2 separate regions of the Callithrix jacchus genome follow, and region 2 is linked to region 1. The links are chromatin contacts, called in public Hi-C maps. All regions are on one chromosome and are shown on one strand. The core of a region is the stretch at or near the end of the contact, and the rest is flanking DNA. Distances in the headings are between cores, read along the strand shown. Region 1 holds the start of LOC100385207. Region 2 overlaps NOL4L (nucleolar protein 4 like).

What was found. A called contact is a pair of places that touch in the nucleus more often than the background predicts.
Region 2: a Hi-C map of skeletal muscle shows a contact between it and region 1, with 16 times the contacts expected there. The contact joins the enhancer-like site here to the promoter of LOC100385207 in region 1. A contact is called at or near these places in 3 of 3 Hi-C or Micro-C datasets (induced pluripotent stem cells and skeletal muscle).

Annotation. Positions count from the first base shown.
Region 1 is chr5:6,562,722-6,565,587 of calJac240_pri, forward strand. It overlaps LOC100385207, which reads left to right and starts at 1,545. Exons shown (of 4, transcript XM_054255135.2): 1 at 1,545-1,732; 2 at 1,868-1,913; 3 at 1,916-2,289; 4 at 2,292-2,453. The coding sequence starts at 1,592. The coding sequence ends at 2,321.
Region 2 is chr5:6,688,494-6,691,568 of calJac240_pri, forward strand. The region is part of intron 2 of NOL4L (nucleolar protein 4 like); the gene reads left to right. Among named protein-coding and RNA genes, the nearest start is that of NOL4L, 62 kb to the left of the region's middle. Within about 2 kb of position 1,683, at least 5 of the 16 cell types and tissues checked have an H3K27ac peak or open chromatin away from gene starts, as enhancers often do.

The DNA.
Region 1 (2,866 bases), core at 295-2,794:
GAAAATTGAGCTCCAAGACACAGCAGCATCTCCCTACCATCCCAAGAGCCTCACCCCAGCTCCTTGCGTGGAGGGCTGCTGGGCCCCCTCCAATGCCAGGCGTATTTGCTTTTTTGCTTTTTTTGTTTTTGAGATGGAGTCTCCCTCTTGCCAGGCTGGAGTACAGTGGCTTGATCTCGGCTCACTGCAACCTCCACCTCCCAGGTTCTGCTCACCGCAACCTCCACCTCCCGGGTTCAAGCAACTCTCCTACCTCAGCCTCCCAAGTGGCTGGGATTACAGGTACGTGCCACCATGCCCAGCTCATTTGTGTATTTTTATTAGAGATGGGGTTTTACCACGTTGACCAGGATGGTCTCAATCTCTTGACCTCGTGATCTGCCCGCCTTGGCCTCCCAAAGTGCTGGGATTACAGGCGTGAGCCATCGCGCCCGGCCACATTTGCTTTGCATTCTAGTTATTTGTATGTGTGTTTTCTCTCCCCTTCCAGACTGGGGTCTCCTTGAAGGCAGAGTGAATCTCAGATTCATCTTGGTCCCTTCCAGGGGTCTTGTTCAGGACCCTGAATCCAGTAGATGCCCAATAAATGTCAACACAGGAATCCAGATCCCATCTTCTCCTCACTCAAGGGGTCTAGGGCTGCCTCTTTTCTTCCACCACGATGTGGCTTTGGGGAAGTCACTTAAGCTCTCTAATCCTCCTCCTCAGAGTGCCAGACTGCAGCTGCCACATGCAGAGGTAAGACTCAGACAGGCTGGGTGCCAGGCCACCCCCTAGCTCCCCAGACCTTTCAGATGGCAGTGGCTGGCATCAGATGCTGTGCTGGACACTTCAGCTTTGTCAACTCCCCCAGTCTTCTCAGGGACACTTTGAGGTGGGCGGCATTGCCATCTCTGGCCTTGCCAGTGGGGACACCCAGGCATGTGACAATGAGCTCCCTTGCCTGAGGTCACGCTGGTTGGCAAAGGTGTCTGAGCCTACAGCCCTGCTTTGAACCGACTCGGGGCAGGGATGAGCAGCTTCCGGAGTTTTCCTGTCAACCCTATAAGAATCTTCAAAGCTCAGAGATCATTTGCTCCAATTTTCTCTTTTCTTTTCTTGAGATTGAGTTTTGATCTTGTTGCCTAGGCTGGAGTGCAATGGCATGATCTCGGCTCACCGCAGCCTCCACCTCCTGGTTTCAAGTGATTCTCCTGCCTCAGCCTCCCGAGTAGCTGGGATTACAGGCACCCGCCATCATGCCCGGCTAATTTCGTATTTTTAGTAGAGATGGGGTTTCTCCATGTTGCTCAGGCTGGTCTTGAACTCCGAACCTCAGGTGATCTGCCCACCTTGGCCCCCCAAAGTACTGGGATTATAGGCGAGAGCCACCGAGCCCGGGATCTTTTTTTTTTTTAATGGGGTTTCCCTCTGTTGCTCACTTGGGAGTGTAGAGGGGCAGTCATGGCTCACTGCAGCCTCAACCTTCTGGGCTGAAGTGACCCTCCCACCTCAACCCCTTGAGTAGCTGGGAGGGACCACAGGCACAAGCCAACATACCCGGCTAAGTTTATTTGTTTTTTTGTTTTGTTTTGTAGAGATAGGGTCTTCTATGTTTCCTAGGCTTGTCCTGAACTCCCAGGCTCAAGTGATTCTCCTGCCTCAGCCTCCACAGGTGCCGGATTACAGGCATGAGCCACCTTACCTGGCCAGTTTTCCCTTAACAAAGAGTGGAATGCTGAGCTGGGAAAACGCGCTGTTCCTGTTCTGTCTTCTCTCACACCGGGGATGGCACTGGGGACTGCTGAGAAATTAGGGAAGACCTAAAGCCCCTTGTGAGTCTCAGGTATTAAGAGTCTATAATTCTTGGGGGCCATGTTCCCAACAGGCCACGCCAGTCTTGGCTGGACTCACTGCCCACTTCTGGGACCTTGGTGTGGGGCGGGAGGGAGGACCTCAAAGGCTCAGTGAGCGGGTCCACCCCCAGCCCAGCCGCCAGCGCCTCCTCCTCCGCAGCGCCCGGGCCCTTATCAGGAAAGGATTTGGGTTGGTGGGGAGGGGTGGGGGGAAGTTGGAGGCCCCAGGCTCGGCAAGGTGGGCCGGAGAGATAGGGAAGTGGGGAGGGGGCTGGGGGGCGGCTCTGCTGGGCGGGGGATGGCAATGGGAGGGATGCCTAGAATGGGCACGGTGGGGGGCTTTGGCCAAGCTCTGTCCTTGCTGGCCTGGCCCTCGACATGGTTCCGGGACTTCTGCCTCCCATCCTTGCCAGGCAAGTTGCCTGCACCTTTAATTAGCAAGCAGCAGCCTCTCCCGATTCATCACCACGGTCGCTGTTTAATTAGCCGAGCCCAGGGCGCCCCCCCACCCCCAGCTCTGCCTGCCTGTCTCACCAAGGCCGCCACCACCTCACGGTGTCCCCTGTCACCACCCCCCATACTTACTCTGCTCCCCAGAATGGGGGATGGGCCAGGCACGCCCGGCTGAAACCTCAAGGAGATTCTGGGCACTGGTGCTTCTATGCAAGGCATCCAGCAAACATAATTAGAGCCGAGGCTGCGCCAGGCTGGCTCTGGGTAGAGCCCGGCCGGACGTGCAGGGCAGGCTCTGGTCCTGTCCAGCTGCTGGAGAATGGCTTCTCCCTTGGGAGGCGCTGAGACATCTCTCTGGCCTGGTCCCTGGGTGCTGGGAAAAGGCTGCAGTTCTCTGTGTCACTCCTCCACAGCCGGAAAGGGACACCATAGCTTCCTCTTCCTCCCTGTTCCAGATCCCAGAAAGCTCCTCTGAGACCCCAGGAGAGGGGCCCGTCCTCTGCACCCGGCCCCCAGCAGCCAGATCCTCGAGGCTCAGTCTAAGCTGTGGGCCAAGGGAGGGTGTGGGGCGGGGGGGT
Region 2 (3,075 bases), core at 433-2,932, 130 kb after region 1:
CCTCGGAGAGGTGAGGTGTCTGCCCAGGGAAGCAGGAGATGATGATGCCATTTCCTCGCCCCTGCTTCTCGGTCTGTGTGCTTTGGGAAGTGACTTGTAGGAAGGGAGTTCTGAGGGGATTTCCACCAGAGGGTCATAGAAGAAGGAAGAGGCACCCAGGCTGGGGCCGACCTGGGCCCCTTGGCACTGACAAGACCCACCACATTTTCTCAGCATTACATTAATTTACCATTGTGGGTGGGGCACGGTGCTTCACACCTGTAATCCCAGCACTTTGGGAGGTTGAGGTGGGAGGATTGCTTGAGCAGCCTCAAGAAGTTCAAGACCAACCTGGGCAACATAGCAAGACCCCTTCTCAAAAAAAAAAAAAAAAATTGGCCCTGGGCTCGGTGGCTCACACCTGTGAATCCCAACATTTTGGGAGGCCGAGGTAGGCAGATCACTTGAAGCCAGGAGTGTGAGACCAGCCTGGCCAACATGGCAAAACCCCACCTCTACTAAAAATACAAAAATTAGCTGGGTGTGATGGTGCACACCTGTAGTCCCAACTATTCAGGAGGCTGAGGCACGAGAATCACTTGAGTCTGGGAGGTGGAGGTTGCAGTGAGCTGAGATCACACCACTGCACTCCAGCCAGGGCAACGACTGTTATCTCCAAAAATCAAAAAGTAAATTTTAAAATCCAGGCCCAGTAGTGTGTGCCTGTAGTCCTAGCTACTTGGGAGGCTGAGGCAGGAGGATTGTTTGAGTCCAAACATTTGAGGCTGCAGTGAGCTATAATCGCACCACTGCGCTCCATCCTGGGTGACAGAGTAAGACCCTGTCTCAAAAAAAAAATTCACCGTTGTGCTGAGCAGTCAGCATTGCGCTACAGCAGCACTTCCAGCTCTCTGAGCCTATACATGTATGAAGGTTATATGCATGAAGCAGGTGCTGTTGCTACCACCATTTAAAGATGAGAAAACTGAGTCTCAGAGGGACACGTAACCTACCTGAGGTTGATCAGCTGACATCCACCGCCAGGCCACCCACCCCAGAGCCTGTGCTCTGACCACCATGCATCCTGCCTTTCTGCAACCCTCCTGTGGTCAGCTAGAAAGCCCTATGGCTTGCTGTTGTTCAGGCGGATGGGCTGAGGCCAGGTGGATCATGTGATTGCCCTGGCCCCTTCAGTGCCCAGCATCAAGCCTTGCCCACAGGCACTTTTTGGGCATTGAGGAAGGCAGGGGTCTGCGGCCTTCACGCTGTGGGGAGGGCAGGGTTGGGCTGGTCCTGCCAGCACTTGCATCCCTGGGCCAAGCGGACATCCAGCCCTTTGCTCTGTACTTCCTGGCTTCTTGTCCATATGCCTGCCGCGTGCCCCACTTCCCGCTGCCCAGCCTGGAGCTGGCACATGACTGGCACTGAGCCAGCTGGGCTGCGCACAGAGCTGGAATTTCAGCAGCAGGGCCAAGGCTGAGCTGAGCAGGCCAAGGCCCTCCTGCAGTGGGTGTGAGGCCGAGGGGGCTGGTGCACCTCCCTCCTCCCTCACGTGCCTCCTCTCCTTTTCCCCTTCTCCTCCCCATCTGTCACCCTTCTCATGCCACCCTTTTCCTTTTTTGGGGGCAAGGGGTGGTCCTGGATGCCTTTGTGCCCCTCTTCATCTGCTCCTATTTTCCTTGACCCAAGCCTCGCTCTTCAGCCTCACTCTGTAGACACGAGGCTACCACCCACCCATGCCTGTGGAAACAGTCCCCAAGGAAACCCCCACTGATGGCTGCAGAGGGTCACCGCCTGGTATTCCAGGCTGTGCATCAAGCCCCTGGCTGAAGTCTCTCTGGATCTATCTCTGCGTTTTGCCAAAGCTGAATCCTAGGACTGCCTGACAGTCTCTAGGGTGCAGGGCCCCTCTGGATTTTTCCAGTCCTGGGGTGCTATAGAAGTCAGAGGACTGGCAGGGAGGTGGCAGACTTGTTCAGTGCACTAAAGGAGGCATGTTATTTGGTGGGGAAAAGAGCTTTTTGGCATCTACTGCTGTCCAGCCGTGGTTCAGATAGAGCAGGCAATGAGCTTTCTGAAACTGAAGGTATTCGAGCTGTAGTTAGATGGATAATGCAGGGATTCCCATTTGAAGCAGGAAGTCCCTGTCTCAGCTTCTCAGGGTGACCTGAGGTCCAGAGGATCTCAGAGGTCTCACCAGCACCAGCGTTTGGGGAAGGTTCCAGCTGGTTCTACAGGTTCCTGAACTCACACAGAGGGCTAGTCCTTTTTCCAAGGGGCCTTCCTGCTTTTCTGATTTCTGCACCCATCTGGGTTGGAGCAGGCCTCTTTGCTTCCTTCTCCCTCCCAGGGTGCTGGTAGGTCAGATCGGATTCCAGAGTCCGGAGCTGCCCAGGCCACTTTGGAGTTGGAGCCAGATGTGGTCAGCAGCTGCTCTGGGCCCACCACGTGCTAATCCACCCGCAAGGCAGAAGGAGGATCTTGTAAAGTGGTGCAAATCCCCTCAATTGGCCTCATCTGTCTTTGTTGGCCTCCAAGCTGGAGAGTGAAATGGGGCCTTGCAAGTCAGCGACTCTGCAAATAGCTCCTGCTCTCTACGCCAGTGAAGTCTCTGTTTTTTACCACCAGGAAAAATGTAAAAGGCAAATTCACGCACTGGACTCAATGTCCAGGTAGGAGGCCCCAGGAGCAAGGCAGCAGGCAGCCCAGGGTCGGGGAGAGCCGCTGGGCAGGGACAAGGGTCTTGGAACTTCCCCTCCTTAGACACAGCAGTTCTGTCTGTATCTGTTTCATGTTTTGGGCTTCAGTATATGCGTCTATTTCTAGAACAGGGTCTGCAGCTCTAAAACCATCTGAAAACCACCATCCTATTAACTAGAGCATCTGCTAGGACTGTCCTCCTGGTTTTGACTCGTCCTGTGGTCCTGTGGCCTTGGGCATCAGTGCACTCAATCAGAAATGGAGGTCCCATTTCTGGTCCCAGGCAAGCCAGTAAGATGAATCAGAAGATGCCTGCTGAAGGCTGCAGGGGGAGGGTTTGTCATCCTCTGGATGGGTCCCCACAGCAGTGCAGAGCTGGGTTGCACTCTGCGCTTT